Regions from separate parts of the Mus musculus genome. Here region 1 is linked to region 2. Evidence: chromatin contacts called from public Hi-C data. All regions are on one chromosome and are shown on one strand. Each heading gives the region's core, a stretch centred on a gene start, on an enhancer-like site or on the middle of the called end of the contact. The rest is flanking DNA. Distances are from core to core; before and after follow the strand shown.

Region 1 (6,653 bases), core at 1,713-4,212, 130 kb before region 2:
AGGTATAAACGCACTAGAAAATATCATAGTAGTATTTGTAATGTATATAGTGAATATATCTATATAGCATATACATATAGCATGTATATTGCTGTTTTATTATAATAAGGCTTCACTAAAACTTGGTATAAATTTATGGTATGAATAGTTTTTCACTTGAGAATAATTTGGTCAGATGTTAAAATGCCAATTTAGGTGCTGAGTATTTGTTATTTTGCCTTAGAATTTGTTATTAAAAACTGATTGTAGAAGTCACAGTTAAATAAATGAGGACACTTAATTTTATTTGAAATATTTCTGCTTTATTTTCTTGATGTTCCTTTTTAAAGACATGCATACCATGATTCTTATAGACAGAAACACTTTGAGCATACTTTGCAGACAAGTTTGGTTTTTAAGCTGTCCAGCTGGAAAGAATAATTAGGGGTCCTTCCCTCCATTCCCCCTTCTTCTAGAGAAGTATATGTGGATTTTGCCCATAAGTTACTTCATTACCCTTATCCTGATAGTTCTTAGATTGTTATTTACAGTAAAAGAACAATTTAGAGGGGAAAATTGTGGCTCATTCTTTCCTCTCTCCTCTGTCCGCTCTCCCTCTCTTCCTTTCCGTTCATTGAGACAGGGCCATGCTACATAGTGTTCTCGACCTGCTTTGTCTCCCAATTTAGGGTTGTAGGTCTGTGTCACCATGCTCAGCTCAGTGATGTACTTGCAAATATTTAATCATTAGACGATATAGAAGTGCATGTTGGTAGAGGTATTTTAGTGTTTTGATCAAGCTGTCTAGCTGGATATGCTGCTGTGATCTCATCTATGTAGGTGCCTGAGCAGAGTGCAAATGTGAAAATCCGTCCTGGGAAACATACTGATCCTCCTTCGTAAAGAAATCTTTAGTCTCATTTGTGTTGCCAGTTAAATTGTCCTTAGTCTTAGGGCGCATGCTGTTGGATATACCATACATACACAGTTTTTTGGTGTGTGTGTTAAGGAGCAAACCCGGGACCTTGTACATGCTACTCAGTCTCTCAGCTACATCTCCAGCCTGTAAACGTGAACTTATAAAGCTAGCAAAGATTCGAGAAGGAAAAGTGCTCTGATGTCTTCCTGCTCCCTCCTGTAAGAGAGCGCTCATTTCCTTTAAACAGTGGGCACTTTTAGCAAATGAAGAGCGCAAGTCCAAGTGTGTGATGCTGCAGCAGAAGCATCTAGACACTTGCTGAAAATGCAGAATTGTACGGCCCTTCCTGGTCCTACTGAATTTTAATCTGAGTTTTTTGGATAGATAAGTGTGTACGTAGGGGAGGAGCCTAAACAGCCACATAAGACAAGCGCTCTTCCACTGAACTACACTCCCAGCTCCATCTTTCCTTTCCCCTTCCCCCTCTCCCCCTTTCCCCTTTCCCCTTTCCCCTTCCCCCTCTCCCCCTTTCCCCCTTCCCCCTTCCCCCTTCCCCTTTCCCCTTTTCCCCTTCCCCCTTTCCCCTTCCCCCTTCCCCCTTTCCCCTTCCCCTTCCCCCTTCCCCTTTTCTCTTTCCCCTTCCCCCTCTCCCCCTTCCCCCTTTCCCCTTTCCCCTTTCCCCCTTCCTCCTTCCCCCTCTCCCCCTTCCCCCTTCCCCTTTCCCCTTTCCTTTTTTCTTTCTTTTCTACCTACCTACCTACCTACCTACCTACCTACCTACCTACCTACCTATCTACCTATCTACCTACTTATCTACCTACCTACCTACCTACCTACCTACCTACCTACCTACCTACATGGTTTCATAGTACAGCCTGTAGCTGACCTGGAACTTGCTGTGTAGATCAGGCTGGCCTTGAACTAAGATCCAATTTTTTCTGCCTCTCCAGTGCTGGGGTTAAAGGCGTGCGCTACCATGTCCATCCCCATAGTTTCATTTCCGTGGGGTCTTTAGTTAGTTAAGTGCTTGACAATGAGGAACTTGTGCGGGTCACTGATTACAGAATTATTATTATTAATTATTATTATTAATTATTATTACTTCTGTCTCCAGGTCCCTGACATTACTCATAAGAGAGATTCTGTCTGGTTCTGTGCTTCTTCCTTCTTTGGATTTCCTAGCTGATCCAGTAAGATTACATTTTTTCTTTTCTTTTTCTTTCTTTCTTTCTTTTTTATAAAATACTCTTGAATTACTGTTTAGCCATTTTGTGTGTATAGTACATTGTTTTGAAACATGTGCTTATTTGAGTGACCATCATCATCACCTTCCAAAGTGTTGGTCTTAACAAAACGAAAATCCTGTAAATTCTACACCCATAAACAGTAATTCCTTGGCAGAGGAATGTTTTAGTAGTCCTTTCCTTGCCAAGTCTCAGTAGTAATCCATTCTATGTGTGTGTCACATTTTGCTTATTTATTTGTTCTTGGATGGACACTTTCAACAGTTCTGACTGGTTTGATTGTAGTTCTTTAGGAGTCCCTCTGTAACACACAGATACAGATATTTAGCCAGTCACTGTGCTGTTTATTTTTCTAGCAAACTTGATAATGTGAAAGTTCTGAGAATTTTTGGCAGAACATGACAGTGGGTTATTCTGACCTGTGCTTCTTACGTCCCATTAGGATACTGTCAATCATTTGCTTATCATCTTCATAGACGACAGCCCTGTGAGTATTGAGCGTACTGCGTGCGACACTTGGAACTGCTTTGTTTGAACTGTATGTACCAACTCTAGTGCGAATTTTACTGAATTGATAATTCTGTTTCTTCCAAGCCTGAAAAAGCAACTGAACCAGCTTCCCCTTTGGTTCCATTCCTGCAGAAATTTGCAGAACCTAGAAATAAAAAGCCATCCGTGAGTGTTTTCAGCATTAATGTTTTGGAGATAACAGTTTTAAAATACATTCATGTATCTTTCACTTACTCTTCCTCTCATGTTGCGACAAGGTGCTGAAGTTAGAGCTGAAACAAATCAGAGAACAGCAGGACCTTTTGTTCCGCTTTATGAACTTCCTGAAACAAGAAGGGGCCGTGCACGTCCTGCAGTTCTGTCTGACAGTCGGTGAGGCTTCCTCTGCGTGTCACCAGTGACGTCACCATGCTTGCTAGTGCTGTGGCTGTTTAGAGCAGATCTGCTGTCCAGACGACATTTCATGCTAGATATCTCGGGTGACTGAGCTTCTCCAGCTGTCTAGTCCTTTCTAGGTGGGGCATGACCGTAACATTGCCTGCAGTCAGATTCTAGTAGCAGAAAAGAATCTCTAAAAATCCAGTGTGGTGGTGCTGTGTGAAAGATCTCACAGTCCAAATCAGCACCGCTCGGCCAGCATTCTGTTAGGAGTGCCAAGCTGGAATATCACGGCGCGTTGGATCTGTGAGAAACTTTCCGAGCTGGATTGTCATTATTACTTAGTGAGCAATCAGATTTTACAATCTTGACAGATCTTTGGTATGAGAAACTAATCTAATATGTTCTTTATAGAAAATATTACAAATATGCTTACTAGTCTGTTGTAGCAAATTTGTATTGCTAGCCATGTTTATATATTTTATATTAACATAAAAATCTTGTTGAATTTGGGTTTTTGTTTGTTTTTTTTTGTATCTGTTGTTTTTGTTGTTTTTTGTTTGTTTTTTTGTTTTTTTTCAAGACAGAGTTTCTCTGTGTAGTCCCGGCTGTCCTGGAACTCACTCTGTAGACCAGGCTGGCCTCGAACTCAGAAATCCGCCTGCCTCTGCCTCCCGAGTGCTGGGATTAAAGGCTTGCGCCACCCCTACCTGGCTGAATTTGTTTTTAATTTGAGTATTCTACTCTCAAGTCCTTTTCTAAAAGTTTAAAATAATAATTTGATTATATTTTCTGCTTCTAGTTAGAATAAGAGCGTGAAGTTTTCATGAAAGCATTTATATTAACTTTTTTTCTTAATCTCTCTCTAATTTGTTAGAGGAATTTAATGATAGAATTTTGCGTCCAGAGTTATCAAATGATGAAATGCTATCTCTCCATGAAGAATTGCAGAAGATTTATAAGACCTACTGCTTGGATGAAAGCATTGACAAAATTCGCTTTGATCCCTTCATTGTCGAAGAGATTCAAAGAAGTAAGTCAGAGCGGATAGTGCATGGGTGGTCGGCATTGTTCCCGTCTGCTGCGTTTTCTTCGTGTCTCTTATTCTACTTTAAAAAAAGATTAATTTATACAGTTGTTTGTTTGAGGGAGGAGCCTCTCACTATGTGTCCCTGGGTAGCTTGGAGTTCACTTTATAGACCAGGTTGATCTCAAACTCAGAGACTTGTCCATCTCTGCTTCCCCAGTGCTGGGATTAAAAGCATGAGTCACCACTCCTGGCACTTTTTATTGCTTGAATAATTATTTTCAAGTGCGTGCGTGCGTGCGTGTGTGTGTGTGTGTGTGTGTGTGTGTGTGTGTGTGTGTGTGTGTGTTCGAGTGTGTACATGTGCCCAGGTGCCCTTGAAGGGCAGAGGCTTTAGAGCCCTCTAGTGCTGACGGTTGTGAGCTGCCAACATGGGTTTTGGTAACTGAACTCTGGTCCTTTGCAAGAGCAGTTACCAAGCGCACTCTTGAGCGCTTCACGTATTTTTTAGTCATTCCAGCAGCAGTTAAGATGCTTTAAAAAATACTTAGGACCTTTTATTAACTTTCTTAGTTAAGACTTTTTTTTTTTTTTTTACATATTTTACTGACAAGATTAAAGCTTTGAGAAAGAGAAGTGTTCACTATAAATATAACTGAGGCAGGCATGAAGGTGGATGCCTGTAATCTTAGCCCTTGGAGGTGGAGGCAGGAAGATCATGGGTTCAAGGACAGCCTATCCTACAAGGAAATTCCACTTGAGTCTGGCTGCTTAGTGGGACCCTGACACTCAAAAGAGTCCATAAGATAAAACAACTCACATAACTAATGTTTCTCAGAGCTGGAGGTAAATCTTTCTCATTTCCCATTCTAGTGAGATTTCTTCTGTAGGAGTTTCTATTAAACATAGTTTGTATGTTCATTTCACATAGTGAAATTTAAATGAATATGTTACCTTTCTGTTACTCAGCAATAACTTGTACAATTGGGTTGTTTTAAATAGTTGCTGAAGGCCCATACATAGATGTTGTGAAGCTGCAAACTATGAGGTGTCTTTTTGAAGCATATGAGCACGTCCTTTCCCTGTTGGAGAACGTGTTTACCCCCATGTTCTGCCACAGTGATGAGGTGAGTCAGGCTTCTCCACTTCTTCAGAGTGGCTCTGATAGTGTTGGGTCTGAGATTTAAGTAGCGAAATAAATTTTAAAAAAGCAAGATTAAGTAAGAGAAAGTAGTGTGTTTCAATGTCAAGTACTGGTTTTGTTAATCCTAATTTGTCTTGTTGTTTTGAAGTATTTTAGGCAACTTTTAAGAGGTGCAGAATCGCCCACACGCAATTCCAAATTCAACAGGTAAGCAGTTTACCTCTGGGTGTGTACTGGTTTTAACCTGCTGTTGCTATTTTCTGATGGCATTATAGTCTTTTTCATTGTTTGCCTAAATAAAACCCACCTGCTAGATGACTGAAGTCAAAGGCTCCAGCTTCAGCGCTGGAGAGCTCTCTTTGCCCTTTTAAGGGCACCCGGTATCTTTTGTATACCTTTTCTAGTTTTAAAATATAAAAAAGGCAGGTTGGACATACAGATATGAATACAGCCGTTTAAAGTATGTTTTTCTCCGTATTTACTTAACTTTAATGTTAGCAGTCACACTTAAGAGGCCTCTTCTCTGATACTTAACCATTAGAAGAGTTTGCTAACATCCTTTGATTGGAAATTTAGAGTATCCAGTTTGCTGTTAAATGGCTTAAAGTATTTAAAGACGATTTTATTTTTTTGGTTTGTTTACATTTTGTTTACTTGTACTTTAAAAGTAAATTTTTAATGCATACAGCGAAGTCTGACCCAGTTTATTGTGTACTCAAAGTACAACTCCTTAGGAATATATTTTTTTAGCTTCAAGATTTCTTTAAAAAGTTGTGTTTGTTTGTTTGTTTGGGATTGAGTCAAGAGCATCTGTGTATTAGGCAAACAATGTTACTACTGACGTCCTTTGTGGCCCCCCCGCCCCGCCCGACATTCTGCTGTATGTATGAGACAAGAGCTTACTGTGCAGTCTAGGCTAGACTCAAACTACACAAGTGCTAGGATACATCGTAGGCACAGGCATGAGGCACCATGCCTGGGAAAACACTCATTTTACCTCAGGCTAAAATGTGTTAAGCCTCATGAATGAGTGCATCTAACATGGACACAGTTCTGTACTGAAAATCTGACCTTCTGTTGGTTAGTTTAGTCTCTCTGTGTTGTGCTGTACCACATGGTACATCTAAGGAAAAGAACATGCTGAATGATTTTCCAACATACTGTTTTCAAAAACATTAATAATCTAGATCACAAATACCCAAACAGCTGTGTGCTGTCTTCTTCCCTGTATCGTGTTATTGATAAGGATTCCTTCGCACTTGTATAACTTTGAAGCTTTTAAATCTGATTTTGAATTATAAGGTGAAACATATTTAATATCTGGGCTTTCTCTCTCTCCTCCTCTCCTCGTATAATCTCACATATCTGATATTGCAGAGGTAGCCTAAGTTTGGATGATTTCCGGTAAGTCCTGGGCATGTGACTTTTTTTTTTCCAGCATAAATTGTCTGT
Region 2 (7,038 bases), core at 1,843-4,342:
TCTGTCTCTTGTTCTCTCTCTCTCCCTCTCTCTCTCTCTCTCTCTCTCTCTCTCTCTCTCTCTCTCTCACACACACACACACACACACACAGGCACAACCTCTGGATTCATACAATGTCAATTGAGTGGAGGCAAGCAAGCCTCCTCCCATAACACTTTACCAACTCTGTTGTGTTTGAATGCTTCTGACTACAATCAAAACACAGCATCAGTTGAGCAGAGGCAGCAGCTAGACAGCTGCTCATTTGAGTGTGGTCAAGGACACTGACATCACTGTTTAATCATCTGTTTGCTCATCCTAGAAGAAAGGGAGATTGGTCACCACTGTACTTTGATTGTGTTCAACTCAATCACCATGTTCCAAAAATAACAGGTTGTTATCGTCAAATACTCAGTTATTTTCAGTTCCCCTCCACTTCAACATGCCACAGCTATAACTGAAGAGCACAAGAGCAAAGAGACCATGGCTAACGTGTTTGCTGGAACCACTCATTGTTCCGGCTGATCTACTCCTAGCATTTTCTTCCTATTTCTGGTGTTCATAAGGTTGTTGTTGTTTTTAAAGATTATTTTAGTTTATGTGTAAGGGTACTATCTTAGTTAGTCTTCTGTTGCTGTGATAAAACACCATGACTGAGGCAATTTAAAATGGGAAGTGTTTATTTGGTGCTTATAGTTTCAGAGGGTTTGAGTCCATGATCATCATCGCTGGGAGCATGGTAGGAGGCAGATAGGCATAGTGCTGGAGAAGTAGCTGGATGCTCATCTTGAGTCAGAACCATGAGGCACAGAGATATAACTGAATGGTGTGGGCTTTTAAAGACATTCAAGTCCATCTCCACTGACATACCTCCTTCAATAAAGCCACATTTCCAAATCCTTCCCAAACAGCTACACCAACTGGGATCAACTAATCAAATATATGAGCCAATGTGGGGGGGTATCATCATTAAAACCACCACTGATGTTTTGCCTACTTGTGTGTCTGTGTATCTCATGCATGCCTGGTGCCCATGGACGCCAAAAGAAAGCATTGGATACCCTCGAACTGGAGTTACAGACAGTTATGCGCTGATTACTAGGGATAGAGCCTCAGTTCTCTGGAAGAGTAGCCAGTGGACTTAGCCTTTGAAGCATTTCTTCAGCCCCCTAAAGATTAATTTTTTATTAATTATGTATATGTATGTGTAGGTGAGCACTAGTGTCCTCAGAGGCCAGAGGCATCAGATCCTCTGGGAGCTGGAGTTATTTGCAGGCAATTGTGATCTACCCAACATGGTTGCTGGGAACTGGTCCTCTGGAAGAGCAGTATGTGCTCTTAACCTCTGTGCAATCTGTCTAGTCTCAAAGTATAAAGTATACAGATTTTATATGTACAAAGGTCTTTAGGTATACATTTTATGTTCTTAAGAATGTGCACATATTTGTATTTAAACTTTGAGGCTTTCATGACCATCATTGGAGCAAGTTATTACATAGAGGATATAAACTTGCCAAGCCTCACTTTATGTAGCTGTGTCAGTGTAAAATGTTCTTATGCCCTCTGTGCTGTCCTTCCCTCTGTCTAGAGCTTGAAGACGCTCAAAGGAAGCTCTCACAGAAGAGAAGAGGCAGCTAAGGGGCCTGAGAGTGGGTGGATTCAAGGAGAGCATGACAGCTAGTACCCAGTAGCTGGGTGCTGTCACCAAAGGCAGAACTATGTGGATCTTAGGAGCTCTGGACATGTCCATGTGGACTAGCATATACCCTGGACTTTGCACAAGTGTGTAAAACATTAACTTAGTAAGACAAACCTTTCCTTAGAAAGGAAGTTTCCAGATTTCAAACCACTTGGCTTTTGATTCCACCTTTTCTCTCGATTTGAGTCAAAGCCGTGTTTATACTTTTCCCCTTAACACTGATGAGGGCTTCCCACTTTTCTCTGTAAGCTTTGTGTCTCACTAAACCCACTGTGTTTACTTTTAATTTATAGCAGCACGCTTGTATCAGACTCCCGGGAAATGGTCTGGTCTGCAGTTTTTGGAACTGTGACCTAGAAGGATGTATTGTTTTAGCTTAGAGAAACAAATGAATGTTTCTACCTGGCCTTGCTGAGGGCTTTCTGTGCTGGATTGAGGCTGACACCTGGGAGTCTCTCAGCTTGACTGGAAAGCCCCAGTGAGCCTTCCTTACGTTGTCTTCTGAGATCCCTTTCTGGAATTCTTTGCCAAACTTTTATTTATTTATTTATTTATTTATTTATTTATTTATTTATTTATTTAGACCTGTTGCAAACCAAGGGCTGAGGGGAGTGACTGGTTAATGTGACCTGCTTCAGACCACACTGTGACTCCACTTGGCTCCCCACAGGATTCATGCCAGCTTGGAAGATAAACAAAAACCCTGCCCATGCCTGAGAGTGTTACTTATGTGCACAGTGCAGACAGGCCTCATCCAGATTTCCTGAACCTTTGCCAGCCAGATTGACTCAGCTCTCCCAGTGATGCCCAGTTTCCTACCCATGTGGCATATGTGAGCATAAAAACACTACCTTGTTCTCTCAGAACAAGGTTAGCCCTAGACTAGTGTTCTGAACCTCCAGTCTTCCTGCTACACAATCAAAGTGCTCCCTGGATAAACTTTGATATGTAAGTTTTAAAAAATATTTTAAATGGCTCTGTGGTTAGGGGTGGGATTTCAGTTCCCAGGACTCCATGAAAGGAATCTCCCAGCTGCCTATAACTCCAGCTCCAATTCCCTTTTCTTGTCTCCTCACATACAAAAACACACACACACCACCACCACCACTACCACTACCACCACCACCATCACCACCACACGCACGCACATGCACACATACCTACACACATACCTACAAATAAATGAAAAATAAAATAAATACATTTTAAAAAGAGAAGTGTGATATCACGTATGCTACCCCCCTAAAGCTGGGTTCCCAGCTTGGAGCTTTACTGCCTTGCTTCAGAATGGTTCCTCAACATCAATTTGTTGAAGCAAAAAATCAAGAAGCAAGCTGTCAACCCACTAAGCAAGGGCTCTGCTCTAAGCTGGCTTACCCGTTTCCTGAACAGACTCAGCATTGCCCAGGCTGAGCCAGTGACTGGGCACACCTCCTGCAAGGCTTTGAGTAACTGTGTGGTTTAGAATTGCATCAATCCTGCGGACAAGCGTTGTTTCTTCAGACTTTCCAGAGACCGATCTAGACAGACAGCTGTCATTTCCTGAGGATGTGATTCATTCATACCCAGCTAAGGGTTGTGTTGCCCAGAGAACAGAGACTCTGAGAGACCAAAGTCACATCTCTGTGCCTTGTTCCAAGGCTGGCCATTGGAGTCTAATGATGCACCAAGAAAACTTGCTGTAGGGATAGAAATCCAGTCCCCAGCTGTCTCCCTTCTTGTTGAAGTCAATTTACTCTTTTTATTTTATCTATCTGTCCATCTGTCCATCCGTCCTTCCATCCATCCATCCATCCATCCATCCATCCATCCATCCATCCATCCACCCACCCACCCACCCACCCATCCATCCATCCATCCATCCATCCATCCATCCATCCATCCATTCATCCATCCACCCATTCATCCATATATCTACCTATCTTACTAAAAGCTTCTTCGGCCCTTGGCACATTGCTTGAACGACATTTCTTTTGCTTAGAAAGCATGCCAACTTTGTAAGGCACTTCCATGCCGCAGAGTTTCTTAATTCCTCAGCTTAGGAAGTTTGCTAGGAGCGTGTGCCTTGTGCTGACTTGCCCATTTCTATGCTTTTTGTGAGAATGTTTGATTCTACCCTAACCTGGACTCCAGCTTTATCTGTCAACTCACACAACTGCATCCTCTTCTCTCATATATTCATTTCCTTCTTTACATCTTCCACTAGTATGTTGCACATCAGTTATGTGCCAAATATTTGCTCAGTTATTCTATGATGTGGAGAAATTTTATTCACTATAATTCTGGACAGGAGTGAGAATGATAGGGGCTGGCCCCTAGCGGAGAAGCAGGTACTGGCCAACAGGCTGAAGTGACCCTCCTGATGTGTGTGGAATGGCTGCTTAAACTGGAGCTTCTGAAGATGGAGTATAAATTTAGGGCTCAATCTTTTTTTTTTTTTTTTTTTGAGATAGGGTTTCTCTGTATCGCCCTGGCTGTCCTAGAACTCACTTTGTAGAGCAGGCTGGTCTCAAATTCAGAAATCTGCCTGCCTCTGCCTCCCAAGTGCTGGGATTAAAGGCATGTGCCACCACCTCCCGGCGGGGCTCAGTCTTTAAGGAAGCAAAGTATGGGAACATGTTGTGCTGTGAAAATGCTCCTGAGGCAGGGGAACATTGGGAATAGTTTCGAGCCTGGGACTCTTTGGTTAGGGCTATATACACACCTATTTCCTAATAATAATAGACTTGGTAGCTTGAAATTCTTTTTTTTTTAATTTTTTATTAGATATTTTCTTCATTTACATTTCAAATGCTATCCCAAAAGTCCCCTATACCCCCACCCCCGCCCTAGCTTGAAATTCTTATCTGCACACACACCTCACTCTGAATAATGCACCTAGCAATCTAGCATCTAGATCCCACTTGTATCTAGATGAATACACATCCATCTCTGAATAGTGGAATAGATTTCTCCTCTCCTTAAACTCAGACAGAGTACATTCAATCACACTCTCCTCATGTCTGAATAGAAGACCAGAAAGGCATATCTGGCCTGAACTGGTTTTAGATCAACCAAAACCTTATGAAACAAAGCAAATCAGTGTCCTCAAGTGATAGTTATGGAGAAGCCCATTTATCACTCTATGTGTCTATGTGTAACTATGTGCACACATGATTAAAACCAGATGCATTGTGGGAAGAGAAACGTGTACTAGAGCTTAATCTATCAGGCAGAACAGGGAACCTCCAAATAAATGTGTTCCATCAGTAGCCAGCCCTTCACTCTTTTAGACTCCATAACAAGAGACCCCAGGAAGTAAACAGGTTATTGAGTGTCTTCAGCCTTGTGGTCTGCCGCTCTCCTGCTCTCTTAAATATTCTGATCTATTCTACAGCTTCATTTTGAATCAAGTTTCCTTGCTACTTTGCAAGTTGTGTGGGTTTTTATTCCATTCTTGGATTAGAGGCCAAGAACCCACAAACACCCAGCCCAGATTCTGACCACTGAATATTCCCACTCTCAAGGCTGTTATGAAAACTGAGAGGGGAGGGTTTTAGATCTATATTGGCCTAGATAGAAACCTTGTAAAGAAACAGACCCAGAGAGTAAGGTTCCTCAAGGATGCCATAGTTCTCACTGGGTAGCTATAGTAGTCATCCAAGATGGTGTCACTGGGAAGCTTGATCTAGGGTCCCCTACTCTGTGTCTTCTTCTTCTTTTTTTCCTATTATTCTCTTTATTTTAGATAGAACATATATAGCTCAGACTGGTATTGAAGTCACAGTGTAGCTGAGACTCTGTGTCTTCTTAGGGCAGAAGAATTGAGAACTTTTTTCCCTCTGGGTAGCAACAGGCCAGAGGATCATTGATTACACAATAACAAAACAAAAGAAAACAAACCTAGGGCTTTAGTGGCAGAGCAAAGCCTTGCTTTGGGGACACTGTGAGCCTGGACTTCAGCCTCCATCTGTCCCTGTATTAGTAATGGTGACTCTGACTTCAGTATGCATGTTTATTTACTTCACCGGTCTGTTTCTTATCTGCTGTTGGACATGCTATAATAAAGGAGATGGCTCCAGTGTGTCCTGGGAATCAGCCAGCACTCTGTAAAGCTGTCCATGCTGGGGGCTAAGGTTTTAGAGAACATTCTCGGTGGCCATTGCAGCCTGACAGGAAATAATAAACATCTAACTCATGAACTGGTGGGTGCCCAAAGTGCTGCTTATAAGGGAAAGGGTGTAGGTGGGCTCTATGTGGGACTCATAGGGCATTCCCCTACACACCAGAGAGGTCTAATAGGAAGACACCGCCAAGGAAGGAAGCTTGGAAAAAGTGTAATAAGAAATAAAAGTAACCATTTAACATGTACCCATCACCGTCAACTTTACAAATAAAACTCTCACCCTAGGGTCTGGTTGGTGAGAAGGGGAAGCTCAGAGGACTTACTCTATGGGAGGCTGTGAGCCTGTGGCTCTCCCCTCAGGCGCTGGTCAGTCTGGAAGTTCCTACAGGCTCGGACGATTGAGCAGCGGCTCCTTTTGGTTTTCTGAGAATTCAGAAAAGTCCCTAGGTAGGTAGCTGAGCTCTTACTCTGCTAAGGGCTATTGAGAACACTTCTTTTCTCCCAAGCAGAAAAGTTCTTCTGATGTACAAATTGCAGATTTAAAACTGAGTCCGTTCAATGCAGTCTTTCCTTTTAGTGACCATAACTTTTATGAGAGGAGGCTGGTGTTAGCAATCCAAGTCAAGGCCTGCCACATTGTAAGCTCCTGTCCTACCACTGAACCACACCCCTCCACCCCAGCCCCATCCACATGCCTGTTTTCAAGTTCTCCCAGTGACATTCCCTGAAGACTCTTTCAAACTCTCAGCTGGATAGTGTTAGGGCCTTTGTTAATCTGTGTGTGTGTGTGGGGGGGGGGCATTTTTTCTCTTTGTGTCTTTTTATTTTCTTCTCAGTGGTCTTGGATCCCCATCCCTCCCACATCTCTTTCTTACCAATGGAGCCAAGAAAAGACACAGCTCCCAGCATTTTGCCTTAGACTGCCAGGTTGTCTCCCGTGGCGTTGAACATTCTGTCCTTTATAGGGGGCTGTAAAACTTGAGTACTGAGAATATTTGGAATTATGTAGGTCATTTTATATTTGTGAATCGTAGTGGTAGTAGATCATATCTTACTCCTGAGGAACCATCTTTTTGTTTAGCACCGTGATCAAGGCAGAGGAAGGAAGGAAGGAAGGAAGGAAGGAAGGAAGGAAGGGAGGGAGGGAGGGAGGGAGGGAGGGAGGGAGGAAGGAAGGAAGGAAGGAAGGAAGGGTATTAAGGTAGAAGAAAGGAGAGAGATGGCCTCGGGGCGGGGGGGGGGGGTTTCAGGCAG

Evidence for each region. Hi-C and Micro-C count contacts between places; a contact is called where the count stands out from the background.
Region 1: a contact with region 2 is called in a Hi-C map of erythroblasts, with 2.9 times the contacts expected there. The contact joins two enhancer-like sites. A contact is called at or near these places in 2 of 484 Hi-C or Micro-C datasets (embryonic fibroblasts and erythroblasts), 1 of 115 datasets of contacts at active chromatin or transcription factors (CD8 T cells) and 4 of 9 other capture datasets (adipose tissue, embryonic stem cells, liver and 1 more).

The regions. Positions count from the first base shown.
Region 1 is chr9:88,400,675-88,407,327 of GRCm38.p6, reverse strand. It overlaps Snx14 (sorting nexin 14), which reads left to right. Exons shown (of 29, transcript NM_001359958.2): 8 at 1-2; 9 at 2,013-2,088; 10 at 2,585-2,629; 11 at 2,737-2,817; 12 at 2,910-3,024; 13 at 3,908-4,063; 14 at 5,060-5,184; 15 at 5,350-5,408; 16 at 6,579-6,605. Among named protein-coding and RNA genes, the nearest start is that of Snx14, 35 kb to the left of the region's middle. Within about 2 kb of position 2,962, at least 83 of the 459 cell types and tissues checked have an H3K27ac peak or open chromatin away from gene starts, as enhancers often do. A contact at or near this core is called in erythroblasts, where this site is marked.
Region 2 is chr9:88,269,600-88,276,637 of GRCm38.p6, reverse strand. No RefSeq gene overlaps it. Among named protein-coding and RNA genes, the nearest start is that of Gm28231, 13 kb to the right of the region's middle. Within about 2 kb of position 3,092, at least 130 of the 459 cell types and tissues checked have an H3K27ac peak or open chromatin away from gene starts, as enhancers often do. A contact at or near this core is called in erythroblasts, where this site is marked.